2 separate regions of the Mus musculus genome follow, and region 2 is linked to region 1. Evidence: chromatin contacts called from public promoter capture Hi-C data. All regions are on one chromosome and are shown on one strand. Each heading gives the region's core, a stretch centred on a gene start, on an enhancer-like site or on the middle of the called end of the contact. The rest is flanking DNA. Distances are from core to core; before and after follow the strand shown.

The links. Capture Hi-C pulls out chosen DNA fragments and counts their contacts.
Region 2: a promoter capture Hi-C map of adipose tissue shows a contact between it and region 1. The contact joins the promoter of Dnajc10 here to the promoter of Pde1a in region 1.

The regions. Positions count from the first base shown.
Region 1 is chr2:80,126,095-80,130,764 of GRCm38.p6, reverse strand. It overlaps Pde1a (phosphodiesterase 1A, calmodulin-dependent), which reads left to right and starts at 1,353. Exons shown (of 16, transcript NM_001159582.1): 1 at 1,353-1,684; 2 at 1,921-2,031. The coding sequence starts at 1,931.
Region 2 is chr2:80,313,757-80,318,601 of GRCm38.p6, reverse strand. Dnajc10 (DnaJ heat shock protein family (Hsp40) member C10) reads right to left here and starts at 3,136. Exons shown (of 23, transcript NM_024181.2): 1 at 2,797-3,136; 2 at 1,003-1,353. The coding sequence starts at 1,206.

The DNA of each region.
Region 1 (4,670 bases), core at 104-2,603:
ATATTTTGGGCTATGGTCCATCTTAGCAGAATTCAGGTGGTTTGCTCATTATCCATTAAGAAAAATTATATAGAAGTTTACTAAGTGAAGGTGTCTAAGATAATAAATGAGGATACAGTAGAGGTAAAATTGTGACCTTCTGAGCAAAGATGAACACCTAGGTAATAGTATCCTTATCAATATGTTTTGACAACTCGAACAGCTGCTCAGAGAAGTGAGTCTGAGTGGAGAGAAGTGTTTGGACACTGATGACATTATGCTTGTTTGAGTTCAGGAAATAACTTTTCTGAGAAAATTAAACCTGACGCTTGCTTGAGTTAATGTCCTCTCATTTATAAATTAGAAGGCATTTTTGTACTTTTGCAAATGTCCTTTGTACATTTATATTGCAGCTTTGACTACAAGGTGGCACCAGTGACTTTTGGGCAGAAATACTTTTTGCTTTGTTTTGGTTTGTTTTAGAAGTATTTTTTTTTTTAATTGGAAGTTTCTTACCAATAAGACAACAACCCTCACTTCAAAGACTAGGATTGCAAATCTAGAACATTTGTTTGTATTTTTTCAACAGTTAAATAGGAATGTCTTATAACATTTCCCGTAAGACTTTTTAAAAGGCTATATGAATTAAGTCCTCATAACAACATGTAAACATTGAAATAGCCACTAAATATTGGATTGCTATTACCTAAATGTCTTTGGATACATGAAGCCTTAAGAATCCAGGCAATGGGCAAACCCTGAAGGACAAATGAGCAAAATTGTGTGTGAGTCTCTGAATAAGAAGAGACAATACTTTGGAGGATATTTTTCTAAGCAGCTTGCAGATAGCAACAGATATTATGAAGGTCCACTCAGGATCTGTGCCTGTTTCAAAGAAAGCTCGCCATGTGTGGCAGTTTGGCAGACAATCAGTTCTGATTCCTTTTATGTCCACTTTCTCTCATTTTTCTCCTAACATGCACAAACACCACAGCATCATTTTCTCTAATCTCTCTTCTCAGCGTACACACACACACACACACACACACACACACACACACACACCCTTTGCCTTCAACACTCACACACATGCATTCACACCCATTTCATTTTATTTATTTTTTAATCCTCAAAGGATTCACAGAGCGGGCTGAACGCAGCTGCTGTGTTTTCCCTGGTTAAATTGGCAGTTACCCACTGTGTAGAGTTGCTAGGAGAAGATGAATAAGCACGATTCCAGCATCACTTGATGGACATACTCTCTCAATAACAACCTGTGGAGCTCTGGGGTCTGTCTCCTGTACGGCTCTATGTGTGACTCTTCTCCGTGTTTGTCATTAATATTGGCTGCATTTATTCAGGAAGTGTGCTGTATTTTTAAGTGCCGCTTCCAGATCAATTAAGAGACAAAAGCCTTGGTATTTAAACAGGCACTTTCTTCCCAGGGTGGTGCTGCTGGTACTGCTTCCTACCATCTGGTTTCTTATTACATCCTGCCCTGCTTCAGCTGCTAGAGAGGAATTCAGCTTCTTGTAGAGCGCGAAAGTCATTCACGTTTCTTTCGTGCATAATTGAGCTCGTAAACTGTAGAAATTCTGATGTGCTTCTGTGCACGGAACAGTTGCAGATGAGCTGCTTGGCAAATAGCCTGAGCAGTCGGTCAGTAGTACAGTAGCAGCTCACATGTGTGGATTGCTCCCGTGAGGTCAGAGCATCTGTTTATACTCTGTCTGCTTGGGTTGGTGGTGGTGGGGGCGTTGGTGATGTGAGCAGAGTATATGCCTGTCAAAGACGGCAGTTCTGGCAGAGCCTTCCTTCGGCTTTGCGTCCCTGAACTGTTTGGATGGCTAAGAGATGCTACTGTGTAACGCTTGAGATTTGTAACGGACTGAGGAATGCTTGTCCTAGCCGCTGAAACTGACTGCACCTGTGTTGTCCTAGGAACATCATCATGGGGTCTACTGATACGGACATCGAAGAATTGGAAAACGCCACTTACAAGTATCTCATTGGAGAACAGACCGAGAAGATGTGGCAGCGCCTGAAGGGAATGTGAGTAAGCTCTCCTGGTCTTATGTTATATTTTCCCCTCCATAAATAGCTGACCGTTAACACAAATAATTGTGGGTGTTATTTGACTTTGAGGTTTAGTGTTTCCTTTGCAGAAATTTTCTCTTGAAAACTAAAATATACCCATTTCAGCTAGCAACTTGTTGAAAGCAGTTTCTGGACCTGCATGTTTTGTATGGAGTAAGGTAAGGCTCTGTGAAATCACTTTTTGTTTACAGTCCAGGGCTTCTGCTCCCTGCTGTGTGTGTTGTTTAGATGTGTGCTTTAGATAAGCACAGGAGGGACTAGGAAATCAGCTTGCTTGGTCCTCACTGAAATAATTTCTCTCAGGTAAGTGGAGAGAGAAAAATAAGATGGAGATTTCTTTCTTTGAAAAAAAAACAAAGATGGGATTTGTAGAATCATAAATTGCATATTTATTCTGTGCTTATTCTACGATGGATAAACTAATATTTTAGTAAGAAAATTATTTGTGTGGCAAAACAACATGAAAAGCATATCAAACATATTAGAGCTTTGGTTTAAATTAGTGAGGAATTAAATTTCCATTCCTCACTAACTAGTAAAGTGCGAATTGCTTCCAGTGTACTGACCGGGTTCTTAACAATACAGAACAGGATGTACAGTGACTCGAAGCACGACTTGTAATTACCTGAATCCACTTTGGTTCTAGTGTTAGCACCTTGCTCATCACCCCCACCCCACCCCACCCCCACCCCCACCACCGTCAGTGTGTGTGAGAGTTCTGGCCAGTGCTTCACCACAGCACTGTTTATATGCTCCGTTTTAATCATAGCACCAGTTGTAAAAGCCGATGTAACATTTGGATAGAAATATGAATATTTGTAGGTCATTGGAATTTCTAAGTGTATTTTCATATCTCAGAATTAAGTGGGGCATTAGCTTTACAAAGATAACTGGAGGACCACAGTGCCCCGTAGATGGATTCCCATCTTTAATGCTGTCGCATGTTTACACAGTGTTTCATGAAAGGTAGTATATGGGCAAGCTTATGTCATCGCTTTTATAAAGGACAACTACATCAAACTTTGTTTAGAAGTCCAAATCCTCTCTACTCTTCTCCATCTGGACATAGAGTGCTCTCAGTGTATACATATTTTCCATTACATGAAGCAATCCATGGTATTGTGGTGCCTCGCATGAAAGCACCCCAATAATGCAAACAGCAGAGAATAACTTTTAAAAAGGAAGCCATTTTTATAGCCATTGAACGAACGAGAGATATCTGTTTCAAAGAGCCATTGGAGATTTAGAAGGCAGATTCTCTAGAGAAACAAATAATCCTGTCGAAACAAATAGTGGTTCACACAATTAATTAGCATAGATGCAAATTAAGCATCAGCAATTACCAGATGATTTGTGCTCTAACCTAGTGGATGAACATCTGTACTGGGCTGCTATAACTGAGATCACAACCCATTTAGATTCTTCCTTTACAGGACAGGATGTTTTGTTTGCTCTTGGTATATTGTTTTTCCTTAGTTACTCCGAGGCAAAAAGATACCCCGTAGTGACGTTAGAAATATGTCTTCAAACAACTAGAAAATTGATTCCGTGTTTACTCAACATTTTTGAGAAAAGTTCTCTAACTTTTCACCTTGTCGTTTGATGGCCGTTTCTAAGAGGGGTGATGAGGTCTCTCAGCAGCAGAGCTTCTGAGTTGACAGTGGATTACATCTCTGTGTGCACACGCTGTGTTCTTTTGGACCGATTGCTACACAGAATCACTTAATGATCTCCAGCCAGTTTAGTGTTTTAAAGCCATTCTTACTGACTGAAGTGACTCAGAGCTTTTGTATTCAAGCAGGAAGAAATTTGCATTTCGGTTCATTCCTTTTCCTTGCACTTTGACTTAAGACATTCTCAGAGTTCCTGGCTGAGGCTTGTCAAAGCAAGAAAGAAGCTCCAAGCTTAAAATCTGCATGACTAATGACAAGCAAATTGTTTAATTATGGTCTTTTGTGTAGTCTGCTTCCAATGCAGTGATGTGCGGGACTCCCCATCCCCTTGATGAAAATGCCTCACCTCTTTAAAACGCAATACTGACTCAAGCCGAATTCTCTCATCAGTGTTGCTCCTGGCTTCTACTTTTAAGTGTCTGCAGTGAAAATCCTGGCACTCATGAATGCTATTAAACAGTTCTGTAATGATTTCTTATTTTGATAAAATAGACTCAGTGCTCACTATTGGATATTTATTTGGAAAGGATTTTATTTGATTTTCTTTTATGATATCCAACTTTATAAACTTATTGCTGTTTTTCAGCAGGCTATACATTTTTAATTTGGCATACAATATGTACATTTTAAGGTTAAATTCAAGTGGAGATGAAAATAAATGAAATATTTATTCATGAAACATGGAAACACAAGCCACTACAGAAGATACTTGGATAGTCTTTCATAGGTATTTTTATATAGTATATTTTAGACAATTTTTAAAAAGTATTGTTTTGCCTTTTACCCCAGCTTACTTTAAAACTTATAATTTTCCTGCTCCATTCTCTCCAATGTTTGGATTGCAAGCATGCACTACCACAACTGGTTTGTATACTCAAAGAGCTTGCTGACAGGAGCCTGATACAGCTATCTCCTGAGAGG
Region 2 (4,845 bases), core at 1,887-4,386, 190 kb before region 1:
CTGGGATTAAAGGCATGCGCCACCACTGCCCGGCAAGTGTATTTTTAATGAGTCAAGTTTATTAATTAAGAAATAATACCAAGATAGCAATTCCAAACTGGACTGAAAAATGTAACTTCTTCACTGTTTCACAGATTCGGCTTCTGGAAATCACACTTGGAAATTTTAAGACAAAAACTTGTAAAACAACAAGAACAAATATTTAAATATAATACAGATCTGTGGGAAAGATAATTAACTAAGAGTTTATAATGTAGTTATTATGTAATTGAACAAAATAATTTCATTTATAAATTTCTACTTCAGAAATTATCTCCATCATGTCCTCTCATATGATAAGCTAAAAATTAATGAAAAAAAAAACTTTAAATTTTAAAAAACCATAACATTCAAAATCAATCTGTTTTTAAAGATTCTTGGGTAGACAATCAAATAGTTACAACTGGAAATCCCTTTGGAGCTGTCAAGGTTTCATTTATAAGTTTTTAAGTCGGAAGCTGGAGCCGGGCATGGAACAAGAGAGAAAGTTAGAGCACGCTGTGACTAGTGACTGCTGTCACATCTGCAGGACACTTGAATTCTGAGGGCAGATTTGTCTCTATGGGTTCATCACCCACTTGAGTGTGAACACCACTTCACAGACAAGACTTGGGGGTTAGTGTCTCTACTTCTGCTGTAAATCAGTTTACAGAGAAGAGGTAACTATGTATCTGATGCCAACAAAATCATTGTACTTGGCTTCTCCTGGTTTTACTTTAACAGATGAACTGGGTTTCAGGTGGTGGGGATCGAACCCCTGAGTCGTGTGCCTGCTGTGTAAGGGCGCTACTTCTGAATTACATCTACAGTTCCCAAATTACAATTTCCGACAGTATGCTTAAGCATTTCACTGATTTAAAAAGAGTGAAAACCCGCTTTTCCCAGAGGGTTGTACTTTTTTACATAACCGTTTAAGCACATCAGTATAAATATCCCGATATTTAAAAGAGAAAGTTTGCCTACCGGGTTTTTATCAGGATGTAACTTCAGTGCTAATTTCTTAAAGGCTTGTCTTATTTCTCTACTGCTTGCAGTTTTCGACACTCCAAGTAAACTGTAAAAATTCTGATCTGTGCCCACCACAACGACCACGTACAGTATCAGAAGACAGAGACTGATCCTCTTCAAGTCTCTGATAAAGTCATCTTTGTTTAACCAGACTCCCATTCTCTTTCTTATGAAAGTTCTGACTTATGTGAACATTAAGATACAATGCTGGGTCCGGTGGTTAAAATAGACACACGTGAGAATCTCTGTCCACATAACTTCAAGGGTCAATCAAGCATCTCGGGAACACAGCTCAGAAATGTTAACCTAAAGAGAGCAAACCAGGCAGTTAAAATACTTTTCAGACTTAACATTTATAGCATGATTTGTCAAGCGACACAGCCAGTAATACAGTTTCCACACTGAAGGTCACATCCCTGTGAATAGCTTTGAACCCCTATTCTCCAGGACCCTCCCTTGCCCCTGTATTCAGGTAGGCATGTTTGTAAAATCACTGATAGCAGGAAAAAGGTAATGAGTAGTAGTAGCTAGCTAGCTTTCAAGAAAAACACAGGCACACATATGCGAGAGAAAGAGAGAGAGAGAGAGAGAGAGAGAGAGAGAGAGAGAGATGGGGGAGGGAGGGAGGGACAGAGACAGAGATACTGAGAGAGACAGGGACAGAGACACAAAGGCTCTGGTCAATATGATGCTACCAGGATAAGACTCAGCAGTATTTCTTTTCTCTCCCAGCACGCTGCCCTTTCTAATACCTCCTCCCTTTCAGCTCCTTCCACGCCTGGAAAGCTTATCAAGTTCCTTTTTTAAATCTAATCTCATTTGTAGAGAATGCCTTCGAGGGAAAAACAAGGAAGCATGAAGCTTTTCCAAGAGGGTTGTACTTTTTTACATAACCGTTTAAGAACATCAGTATAAAAATAGATAACTTAAAAAAGCAGGCCACACAAGTTCTCTAAAGTGTTAGCACCAAGAGAAGATATTTTATAATAATTGCAAATCAATGCAATTTCACTGTAAAGCTCCTGTCTGGAGTAAAAACTAGGAAAACAAAGAGCACCAGGCATTGCTTGAGGGTAAAACCCTAACATTTAACCTTACAGCTAAACTAGTCCTCTTTAATATCTTCAAATGCTTTGGGGGAAAAAAAAAAGATCTAACTTCCCTAACCTCCTCAGTTTCAGCTCTCTTCCCTTAAGTCCGGATATGTTTCTAAGTATTTCTCCTTACCTGGGAACAGGCCTCACCTCACGTCTAACTCCCTTTTTTCACCCGCCTCCCCTAATAGCCCTTTGTAAAATATACTGACAGTAAAACAGAAATACCCAGACTGACAACCATCAGGAAGGAAAACAAATGAAGAACAAATCTCAACAAAGGCGACTTTGGGATAAGGTGTCCCTCGGCTTAGGGTGGGTTCAGGCAAAGCCTGGGAATAACTGAACAGCCTGGGGCCAGTGAGGCTGCAGGTAAACGCAGTGTTAATGAGGGATGCTGCCACCGCTCCAGAGCGGGATCGGGGAGAGGCGAAAGACAGAGGGTACGGGGCTGGCAAGGGTGCGCCTTGAGGTCCCAGGTCGGACCAGGGAGAGAGACCCCGAGTTAGAAAGTGCGAGCAGAAGGGGGCTCGCAGAGGTGGGGTGGAGGGGGCCGTGAAAACCCGGCGCAATGGGGGCACCGAGGCGGTGGGATGGGTCTGGCGTCCTCCCTCCCTGATGCCCCCGCAGTGCGTGGAGCCCGGCCCGCGCCCACCTCGGCGTCCTCAGCTACTGCCCCATCCTCAGGTCGCCGAGCTCCGGACCCGGCAGGACCGGACGCTGCCTGCGAACGCGCGCAGCAGCAATTCTGCCGCTCCCGTCGCGCCGGCGGGGCGGGGCCTGGCGCGGGGCATTGTGGGAAAGGCGTGGGCGAAGGCCGACGGGTGGCCAGCAGGGAGGGACGGGTGGGACCGCCGAGGCTGACGTGGCCTTCTGTGTGGCTGCGGCGGTGGCTGCGGGTCCCGCTCCTAGCCAGAGATAGGGAAGCATCCCGCAGCGCGGCCCACAGGCATCTTGCGGCCGTAGTCAACCGCTGGCGGAAGGAAGGGTGTGAAGCCCGCCTTTTCCGGTCCCGTTGCCAGGGCGACGGGAAAACCCGGGTGGAGAGATCCGGCTCTCTGGAGGTTTGGTTAAAGGGTGGGTATCCTTGAAAGGGCAGATTTGGCAGAAAGTGGAGAACTTGTCTGAATTGACCCCGTTGCCAGGGACCGGACAGAATAATTAAAGTTTTCTAGAAATAAAATTGTTTACAACTTTTATGTATCAACAAATATGAAGCGTTCTACAGGATTTCTGGATTTGTGAATCTGCCTTCTGATCCTCTCCTTTACTGGATTTGTTACAGAAACTGCAGTGTTTGAGTCATGACACTTTGACCGTTGAAGTAGACACATTAAAGTCCCTGAAAGAGGAAGTGATGGAAGCTGGTGGTAGTGATTTGAAATAAGTAGAAATTGATAGTGAGTCTTTGGGTAGTTAACCAGATGTCAGTTAATAATTTTATGGCTGTAGGACCTGTTGCTAAACCAACATATTGTAGGAAAGAAGCGGAAGTATAACGAACAAAGGCAGAAATATCAGAAAGAGCCTGAAGTAGCAGCTGTTAACCTGTACCAGGAACTGGCCGAAGTACACACGCGTTAACTCAGCCCTAAAATATTCTCGGGAGATACAGCTGATTATCATACACATGTCAAAATGGAAAATAAATGGGTAACTAAAAATTGAGGAAAATAAGATTAACACTTAAACAACCTAGTTCATTATGCCACGGTGATCCAAAACTCCTTAGAAAAAAATCTAAAAGCAAAACAGAGAACTGAAGAATCAAGTGGAAACTAATAGGTTTTTGTTACCATAGTGAATACATTTCAACTTATATTTTTAGATGGTAAGGAAGCTTCTTAAAGCTTTATTGTAAAGGACTGGAGTTGCATCTTACATAGTTTGCAACTCCTGAAGGGAGGATTCAAAGGAGATGCTTAGGAAAGGAAAAGCAGAGAAAACACAGACACACAGGCAGCATGCCACAAGTAATTTAAAGCAGTGTGTAAAACATTTTCTCTTCTCTGGGATATGTACTGGTGGGTAACAAGAGCAAAGACTTTCTGCTCCTAATAAATTGGATGATAGAGGGACACATTAGCCTGTTAGTTATTCAAATATATCTGTAATTAGGAAGGAAAAAATATGAAACACAGATCACAGTAAGACCAAAAGGTAGAAACGACCATCCAACAGCTTTCAGCTCATTTTAAGAGGTTTTATGGCTCAGTGGTTAAGATTACTGGCTGCTCTTCCAGAAGACAGAGTTCAATTCCCAACACCCACATGGCAGCCCACAACTATCTGTAACAGCAGTTCCAGAGGCTCTGGCACTCTTGCACAGACATGTAGGCAGAACACCAATGTGCATAAAAATAAACAAATCTTTAAAAATAAACTTAAAAGTCCTCCCCCTTTTCAATGGGAAGCTGAAGAAGAGTTTTAAGTGATGAAATGTTTTATGTAAGGATGACTTTGCTTAATTTGAAATGATCTTAAAGTTACAAGGAATTAAATGTTGTAGTACAAAAAAATTGTTTTTCTCAAAAGTTTGGGAGTAAGTTGACTTCTCCCATGACCCCCCCCACCCCCCAAAACTAGTGTGTGTTTTTTTCACAGATGGGATGCTTTCTTTTAAAAGTACAACCTTCGAATATGGGAAGTTTCTGTGAACACATTATCAGTGTCTAGTCCACAAATGTCAGATTCCGGTTTTTCC